Linked DNA regions of Mus musculus: region 2 is linked to region 1. The links are chromatin contacts, called in public HiChIP or PLAC-seq maps. All regions are on one chromosome and are shown on one strand. Each heading gives the region's core, a stretch centred on a gene start, on an enhancer-like site or on the middle of the called end of the contact. The rest is flanking DNA. Distances are from core to core; before and after follow the strand shown.

Region 1 (4,242 bases), core at 337-2,836:
TGCTGAGCCAGCACCTCCAGGGAACAGTTTCAACCTGGAGCCAAGAGCGCCAACCCTCCACTGCCTGACTAGTCTGAAAACATTTAGGCCAACGTCAAGGGGAATGCTGGAAATCTCTGCTGGCACCTGGGCTGGTGAAGCACAGGCGTGGGCCCGGCTCGCCCCACCCCACTAGCAGTCCCGTAGGCCTGGGTCACGTGGCTTTAAAGGAGCAGAGGTCATTTTCCTCCACCTTCTTTTAAGCATGAGTTTTTTTTTTTTTTAAGGAAGGAAGGAGGGATTAAGAAATGAAACCGTTTCCCTCTGTAGTCCCACTGTTGTGGAATCCATTACATAGCCCAGGCTGGTTTCCAATGCACAGCGATTCTCCTGCCTCAGCCTTCCAAGTGCCGTGATTGCCTTGCTCTGGTATGGCTCTGGGGACTCTGGAGTTTTAGGTCACCATGGCCAGAGCCTATGGGAAACAACTGTCCCCTGAACGGCTTCGAACAAAGATGACACCTTCACCAACATTTTGCAAATGCTACTCTGAATCCGGGGACTGCAGACCATACCTCCACAGCAGTCCCTCACAGGAAGCACCTGGAGATCAGTCTTCCCGAGACACTAAAAGGAGTTAAACTTCCCTTTCAATCCCACAATTTATCTCCCTTCCCAAACACGTGAGGGGATCTGGTTAGGTGGAGGTAAGGTGCGGATGGGTTTTAGTCCTTTACTCTTGGGCCCTAGGGGACCAAGTCCAATTTACCTATCTCTTGGTCCGCACGCCCAGCACTCTGGGAGAGGATGCTATCTCTCCCGGCTAGCAGGGCCCTGACTGAAGGAGGCTGTCCTGCAAGTACCTTTCCTCCATCACATTGGCCATTCCCCTCCAGAGAAAGGTTCTGGGAGAGCCCCTATCCTTTAGCTCTGCTTCTCTTCCTGTTTCTCGGTTTAACTCTTCGTGCAGGTTCCACCCCAGCCACCCACTACCAGGTTCCCATTCTCAATAGAACAGGTCTTTTAGGGTGCCAGGCACTGCGTGGGTTTGTGTGTGGAAAAGTTCCCGGGGCAGATTCTTTAGAATAAGCCACAAACCTGCACTAGATGCAGGTCGATACTCGCCCTGAGCACCCCTGAGACTTGCAATCTGCGAGCTGGAAGGGCCAGAGCTGAACCCTTCCCTTTAAGCTCCTCCCTCGGAGCTCCCCGAAGTCCCCACCTCCGCCCTTGAAGTGCGCCAAGGCCACTGGAAAGAAGCCGATCACCGCGGGGTCACCAGGCTCGGCCCTAAAGCGTGAAAGCTGGAGCTCTGCCGGTCTAGCCTGCGGGAGCCTAAGACCGCGATCCGCCAGGGCGAGCAGCATCTAGGGCCGCGGAGGAACCGCGCCTGCGCCCTGGGCAAGTGAAGGGCCTGTCTCCACCACCGCTGCTCAGCCCGCTCCCCCGACCCCAGCCAAAGTGACTTCCGCCATGGAGCCACTGTGCCCCGGGCAAACTCACCGAGCGCAGCGCGACAGCCTGGGCCTGCAGCCACCAAGCCAAACGGAGCCGCTCCTGGCCTCTCCCGTGCACTCCTAAGTACCCGCGCAGCTCCGCCCTCCGCTGGGGGCTGATTCGTCACGTGATGCTTGACCGCGCCCCCGCCCCTGCCGGCCCCTCCCCCTTCATCCCGGGACTCTGCAAGCTGTGTTAAACCCAAAAGAAACTGGTGGTTTGTCTGCTCTCTTTCCATTTCGCACAGAGATGCTCTCCAGGGACCTCTGCAGGTACCCTGCACTGGGAAGATACAACATCTTCGTGACATGCATTCCTCGGGAAGGCCCCGCTGGCTCGGGGACCTGGAAATGTCTGGAGGAGCCTCCTGGCCTTATATTCTGAAGCTCAGACTATAATGGCGTAGAAATACTCAAACCAAGGGAAGCAACCAAAAACTAGAACTGGGCTGGGATTGTAGCCCAGAAGTAGAGCTCTTACTTACCAAGCCCAAGGCCCTGGGTTCGATCCCTAGTTTAAAAAGAAAGAGAGAAACCAAAACCCCATGAATTTTGTCCAAGGCATGTTATGAAATTCAGAACTCCTGCCAGGCCATATGAACCTCCCCCCATCTTGTGTGGTAAGCTAGCCAGTGAGAAGCTGGCTGACCTAGTTGATCTGACAGGTCATAGCATACCCCCACCCCCACCCCAGGGTCGAGCACCCTCAGATCTCTCCAATCCTTAGGTCTATCCTGTAATATAGGAATGGCCTCATGTCAGCATGGTATCTTGTAGCCAGGCTTGTGACGATAAGAAAGGTTTGGATCTAGTGGATTCCAAGGTTCTATTGGTAGGCTCCCAGTTAAGGACAGGAGTGGAAGTGTAGTTACTGAACCCCAGTTAAGTGGAATACAGGAAGAACTCAGAAAACTTGCGGAAAGGCAGGTCCATGGCCATCTGTCCAAGGCCAGCTGTCCCAGCTGCTGACAACAGGTAGAAACTGGCTGCTTATTTTAGGGTAAAAAGTCCAAACAAAAATGAGCAGCCTTTCTTGGCTAAAAGCCCAAAATGTCCTCTGACATGCCCAGAGCCTGGCCCTTGGCAGGAGCTAGAGATGTTTAAGTGTCTAAGCCAAAAGTGTCTCTGGCTGCCAGGAAGGGGGTCTTCAAGTCTTTTCCACAAAGGAGTGACCTTTCCTGGAAGCCATACTGAGGCTGTGACCCAAACTGAAATGACTTCAACACCTGGAATGAAAACTGGACTGACCAGCTAGCTCAACCTTCTTCCTGCCTCCATCCCACTAAAGGCTACAGTCCTATTAACCCCCAGGCTTTGGGGGGCTCCAGGATGGGATCCGACTCCCTCCAGGGACCCCACGGGCTGCTCAAGACCTTTGCCTTCTTTCTCTCCCTTCAGCTCCCTACAGTCCTTCCCACCTTCCTAAAACTCACCTTCTGTGGTCCATGAATTTCCTTCCTCAAAACTGAGAGACAAGAACCCAGAAGTACCTGGCTTGGGCTGACTTCAGTGGTGCTGAAAAAGGCTTCATTTTAAAATGTTAGAATATTCCCATATCACTGCCTGCTCACCCCAGCCTGTCCAGACAGCTGCAGAGTCCAGCCTGCACATCAGTGTTTCATAGATCATCTTCCCCCTGGACACATAGACCGTAGTAAATCCTTCCTTTATAGCGCCTCAGATGAGCTGAGGGCTACACATGCATTATCACAGTGTGTTAATAAAGGAGAGGCTTCTGAAGCGAAACAATGATAAGCAGTCACATGTGAGATAAACCCGTAGTCCTAACACTTGGGAAATTTGGGGGCTATAGGGTCAATCTGAGCTACACAGCACATTCAAATCCAACCTGGGCTACAGGAGACCCTGTCTCAAATGACCAACATACAGGGCTGTGAATATAGTTCAACTGGTAGAGTTATCCTGACTTGTATGCTTAGAGTTCTGGGTTCCATCCCTAGCCCTCCATAAACCTGGCATCGTGGTTCTCACTATGAGATGGAAGCAGAAAGGTCAAAGTTCAAGACCGCAGCATCAGTTTGATGGCTCAGCTGGCAAAAGTGCTTCCTACACAGCCCAATGACCTATACCACTTTGATCCCTGGAAACCACAGTAGAAGGAGAGAACACATTCCAAAAAAGTTGTCCTCTAATACTCATGCCATAGCTCACGCACCCCTCAACTCTCTCTCCCTCTCCATCTCTCTCTCTCTCTCTAATAATAATAATAATAATAATAATAATAATAATAATAATTTTAGAAGCTCAAAGCTATCCATATCTCCCTAGTGATTTGTGGCCAGCATGGGTTACAAGAGACTGCATATCAAATAAATAACCAAATAACCAAATGAATACGACCAGAGTAGACTCTTCTGGAGAGTCCGTCTGTGGGAAACTTTAGGAGGAAGCTATCCCAGCATACTTAAATCCCTTCATGCACACTTTGAGTCCTCCGCCTCCTAAGGGATAAGAATGTGCTATGTTGTTCCTTGCTGTATTCTGCATGGTGCCTGCCTGTCACCAGGTAGAGGGCAGAGACAATGGGTGTGCACACGAAGTGAACCTTGAAGATTGAGTCCAGGTTCAGCTTTACCAGCTCACCTAGGGCTCAGGGCTTGTTCTTAGAATGTTTAGAGGGATCTTGCCCTGAGTGTGTAAAAGTGTTTTTCTAGTGAACATGTGGACAGGAGACTGGGCATACGCCCTGAAGAAATATGGTTGCTCATATTAACGTTACCAAATATGCACAGCGGTATTATTCACA
Region 2 (4,807 bases), core at 1,356-3,855, 88 kb before region 1:
ATGTTTCAATTGAGATATAGCTTCTGGAAGCTGTCTCCACCTCCCGAGTGCTGGGATTACAGGTGTGCACCATCACGACTGGCTCCTTCCATCTATTTTGAGACGTGACTATCCAAGGAATTATTAAATGGGGGCAGGGTGGAGTAGACATCTCCCATCCTTCGCATGCTAAGAAGACTTATTGAGTTGCTTGCCCATTTAATTACTTTAAATCATGTTTGAGGAAGGAAATCTTAATATTTCTAATATAACTTATTTTTCTTAACACTACTCCAATTTTTATTTCTTGACTGAAATTTCTTTTTCTTCCTCCTGATCACTGAGCAGTTAGGTCATTTTCAGTATTTTGCCATGAAGATATTTAAAATAAATATTTTTCCTTTGGAGAATTTTCCAGGGAATTATTGGAGTCGTGGTTATGCGACGTGGTGCTCTTTCCCACAGGTACACATCCATGTTAGTTACATGTGCATGCACAGTTTTGTACACATGTGTACAGGTGTGTTCTTGCTAACCTCTCGTGCTGCGGAGATAACTCTCTTAGACCAGTATCACTGTGACTAGGGACAGAGTCCAGTCAAATCTGTATCACCCTCCTGGGTGCCCCAGGAGACACTTGGAGAAGGTTCAGATCTTTGTGGAGCCCCATGGGTCAGTGTAGATTGAGTTCATGTTGTGTGCAGAGCGCTACAGATGGAATGACCCAGAGGGCAGCAGTGTGGTGTGGGGGAGGGCAGGGTTAGGTCACTGGCCTTCCTGGGAGTGGCACTCTCAGGTCATGTGTCTTCTTCTCTAGACCTTGATTTCCTCTGAAGGTTCATGAAGATGCTCGTCCTTCACTGCTTGCTTTTAGGTCCACCTTTGCTGTAGTAGTCTCCAGGCGCCCCACCACCCGTGAGCCCACATGTGGGAAGGAGGGAGGAGCTGCAGAGCTGTCAGACAGCCAGGTGGAGGGAAGAGAGGGCACCATGGGGCAGAATCCAGCAAGGCTTTTGCTTGTTCATTCATCAGGACTCTATGGGTGCAGCCAAGCTAATGGCTGCTAACCTAAAGCCTGGAGAGCTCTGGCGTGTCACCACAGGAGACACGGTGATGGCGGGATTTACTGAACCATATTCTGAGCATCCATTGAACACCTTATCTGGGAGGGTCTGGCTGGGACAAAGGAAGTTGTGGGGTTTGTTACCATGGTACTTGCAAAGGCCCAAGCTGCAGAGCACAGTTGTCTAGGACAGAATCGTTGCTGAGGCACAAGTATTCTTCCGGGGCTTTATGGTGGATCCTGCACTCTGCATGGAAGCCTGTTCTCATCATATTCTGGAAGGTCTGCTCACAACAGTGATAGAGGCTGGGAAGCATTCTTCTAGTGGCTACACTTCAGGGCAATGACACGTAGTTGCCCCTAAAGCTTTGGAGACCAGACATGCTGGGAAGACAGCATGTTTGGGTCCTGGACTCTTCTTGGCTCTGTTGCTAACACATTCTGTTGAGAATAAGCTTCACATAACAGCCAGAAAGGGTTGGGTCAGGGCCAAAAGTCACAAGATCAGTAGTTAGCAAATGATGCCTGTTTTTCAAGCCATTTCTACAAACCATCCCTCAGTTGCTCCTTACCCTGGGCTGACCTCTAACACTGACTCAACAGTGACAGGCCAGGTAGGAGCAGGAGTAGTAGGTAGTTGAGACTGTGGGACTTTCTGAGGGAAGAACTTCTGGTTCTCAGAGGAAATAGAGTGGCAGGACCATGCCTACTTATAGTATGTGAGGCCTCTGAGTATTAGCTCTTGACAAAAAGCCGAAGATACTCTCTTTAGTCATCTGTTCTTCAACTTTCCTGTCTAATTCCCCCTCTCCCCTTCCCTCTTTTCTTTCCTTCCTGTCTTAATTAGGATTTCCATTGCTATGATGAGACACCATGATCAAGGCAACTCTTATAAAGGACAACATTTCATAGGGGCTGACTTACACATTCAGAGGATCAGTCTGTTAACATCATGGCAGGAAGCATGGTAGTGTCCAGGCCCACACAGTGCTAGAGGAGAAGCAAAGGGTTCTACATCTTGATCTGAAGGCCACAAGGAGGAGACTGGCATCCTTAGGCAGCTAGGAAGAAGCTCCCTAAGCCCACCCCCACAGCGGCACACTTCCTCCAACAAGGCCACACCTCCTAATGGCGCCCCTCACTGGGCCAAGCGTATACAAACCACCACATGTCCTCTTCACTGGGATGATGTTTTATCTCTCCCTCCCTTCTTCCCTCCTTTCCATCTAGAACATCCTTGCCCATATATGCTGTTTCAGAACCTGAGTCACGTTTTAGAGTCCCTATAGGCCTGAGGCTTGTCCCACATGGACACTGGCATTAAAGCGTCCCTGCACAGAAGTAGAGGTTAAGGAGGCCTTCACAGGGTATATGCCCAAGGCCTAGCTGTGTAACTACTTATGATCCACACTCTCTGAGTTTCTAAAATAGGTGCTTTAATCCCATTTGAGCACCATAGGAGCAGTGGCCCTCCTGGCCAGCCAGCCTCCTGTCACAGGCTTCTGCTGCCGCCTGAGAAAGCCCAGAGGGCTAAAGCTTGCTCAGCTGTTGCCAGAAAAACCCTGGGGTTTGTTTGTTTCCTATTCCCCAGATCCAGGCGCCAGCCACAGGGATAGACTGAGTGTGGCCTGTCAGGAAATCCAATGTACTAAACTTTGACTGTGTGTGAGACTGGAGTTCAGCATGGGATGTTTGGGTGGGGCTGTGGAATTCCCACTCCTGAAGCCCCCCCAAGCCCAGGGAAAAGTCCCTTGCATTCAGTTCAGGCTGTGTCTACCCTGTTCCCCTCCCACACAAAGATTCTCCTTTTTGGATTCTCTTCTCCTTCTGGCTCTTTTCCTGATAGCTAGCTACCTTGGGCATGGACATGATCACTGCATGGTGTGTCACCCCTCTTTGAATACATGGCACAGTGATGTAGGACAACAGAAGTGGAGAGAGGGTACTGAAGGCCAGATTCATGGCAGTCTGCCATATTTAATAGAATTATTTGCTTTGAGCTGTGTGTTCTCAGCTGGGTCAATGCACCTTTGGAAAGAGATTTTGCTCCAATTTTTCTCCCAAGCCTGTGTGTTCAGCACTTGCCCGGGGGGTGGGGGTGGGGGGCAGTCAGTATATAGCAGACAGAAGGTGAAGGTTTGAGCTGCAGACGTCCAGAAGAGATCACATCAAGTAGACACCCGAGCATGGAGCTAATGTCCCTCCAGCATGGGCTTTGTCTCTGACTCTGTTCTCCACCAACAGATGAAAGATGGAAGGACTCACCCACAGCAGGTTAGGGCCTGTGTGACCCTCAAAGTGCAAATTGGCAATGCGGCATCAGCTACTTGGGATTGTTTCTCAAAGGTCAAGAGACAAACCCTACTCTTCACGGTGCCCAGAAGGGTGCTGCTGGCATGACCTGGTTTTCTTCTCTTCCTCTCTCCTTTTCTCCTCCTCCTGTCCTTCTTCCGGTCCACATTTGCTTCCTGTGATTTGCCGAGCCTTATGGGTGAGTTCCACAGGATGAATAGACAGGTAGGGGTAGGTTGAGTCCCTACCTTTAATTGTATTAGCTTCAAGAAGTCAGGGCCCCATTTTCCTTCCAGGCATGTGGGTGGCTGTAACTTGCCATAGTTTCTAGGAATATCCATCCTGTGGCAATGTATTCCCATTTGAAAGAAACATGTTTAAAGTAGGGCATAGGGTGTTAAGGAGGAGTTAGGTGCCTGTCTCTGAGATTAGGAAAGAATTTCCCATTTCCTACAAACAGCAACTTTGAGAATTCCTACATATATACTGTTAACTTTTGCTTCCAATGTTCATAGCCTGCAGCTTCAAAGGAGTTAGGATATCTATGACTCTAAGTCTGGCCTCATCTATGCCTAGAGAAAGCATCAGATTTCTAAGTCTTCTCTTTCGTGTGTGTCCTCAACTTCTCCCTAGTTCCTCTGTCCCTTGCCTTCCCTGCCCCCTGCCCCTCTGCCCCAACCTCAGGATAATCCATCATCGGTATCCCACTGGGTGTTTACAGAGCACTCCACAGCCATTGTTGGACATTTTCTCTCTTGTTTGCAAAATGCTTTGCAGCTATTATTACAAGACTATCCTCTCAGAGTCTATCTCATCTCAGAGGGAGATGCTGACCCACTCTCTAGGGTCAATTCCCACTGCCCCGCCCCCCAGTGGGAGGACCAAACCTGTACTGGGGAGGGGTGGGAGTGTTAGGCAGGCTGTCACAGGCTGGAGCCACGGCTGAGCCCTCAACTTGCCCTCTGGGAAGGTACACCCTGCACTTTATGGGGTAAAGAGTAAGAAGTACTGACTTGTGGATCGTAGCTGGGGCACCCATTCTCCCCCAGAGTAAGTACTAAGTAGCAGAGATGGGCTGCATTCTTCCAGTTCCTCAGCTCAGAGGGAAGGGGGATTTATTTCTGTGTCCTACATAAGAGCATAAAAAGCTCCCCCAACCCAGGTGGTGCTTGCTTGGGAATCATATTTCTTCTCTTTCAAAATGAGAATTTTAAAAAGAAGTTATGATGTCATAGAGCAGCGCTTTCCTGAAAAGAGAAGCCCCCACAATTAGTCCCAGCAAAGCTGCTTTCTGGCCGCCTCTGTTGCCACCATGCTGCAGGGCACCTTGCATGTTCTGTTTCTCATTTTGCAAGTCAGAGTCAGCATCTTGCACCTCCATTACATCGCCTTTGTATTAATCACTTGAGGTTTCCCTATAGGGGCTGGAGAGACATCACAGTGAGTAAGAGCACTTTGTTGCTCTTGCAGAGT

What was found. HiChIP or PLAC-seq counts read pairs in DNA pulled down with a chosen protein or histone mark.
Region 2: a contact with region 1 is called in an H3K27ac HiChIP or PLAC-seq map of hepatocytes, with 3 times the contacts expected there. The contact joins the enhancer-like site here to the promoter of Ctsb in region 1. A contact is called at or near these places in 1 of 484 Hi-C or Micro-C datasets (cortical neurons), 4 of 115 datasets of contacts at active chromatin or transcription factors (embryonic stem cells, hepatocytes, intestinal villus epithelium and 1 more) and 3 of 9 other capture datasets (adipose tissue, liver and pancreatic islet).

What each region holds. Positions count from the first base shown.
Region 1 is chr14:63,119,806-63,124,047 of GRCm38.p6, reverse strand. Ctsb (cathepsin B) reads right to left here and starts at 1,586. Exons shown (of 10, transcript NM_007798.3): 1 at 1,483-1,586.
Region 2 is chr14:63,208,274-63,213,080 of GRCm38.p6, reverse strand. All of the region lies in intron 2 of Gata4 (GATA binding protein 4), which reads left to right. Among named protein-coding and RNA genes, the nearest start is that of Neil2, 17 kb to the right of the region's middle. Within about 2 kb of position 2,605, at least 8 of the 459 cell types and tissues checked have an H3K27ac peak or open chromatin away from gene starts, as enhancers often do. A contact at or near this core is called in hepatocytes and liver, where this site is marked.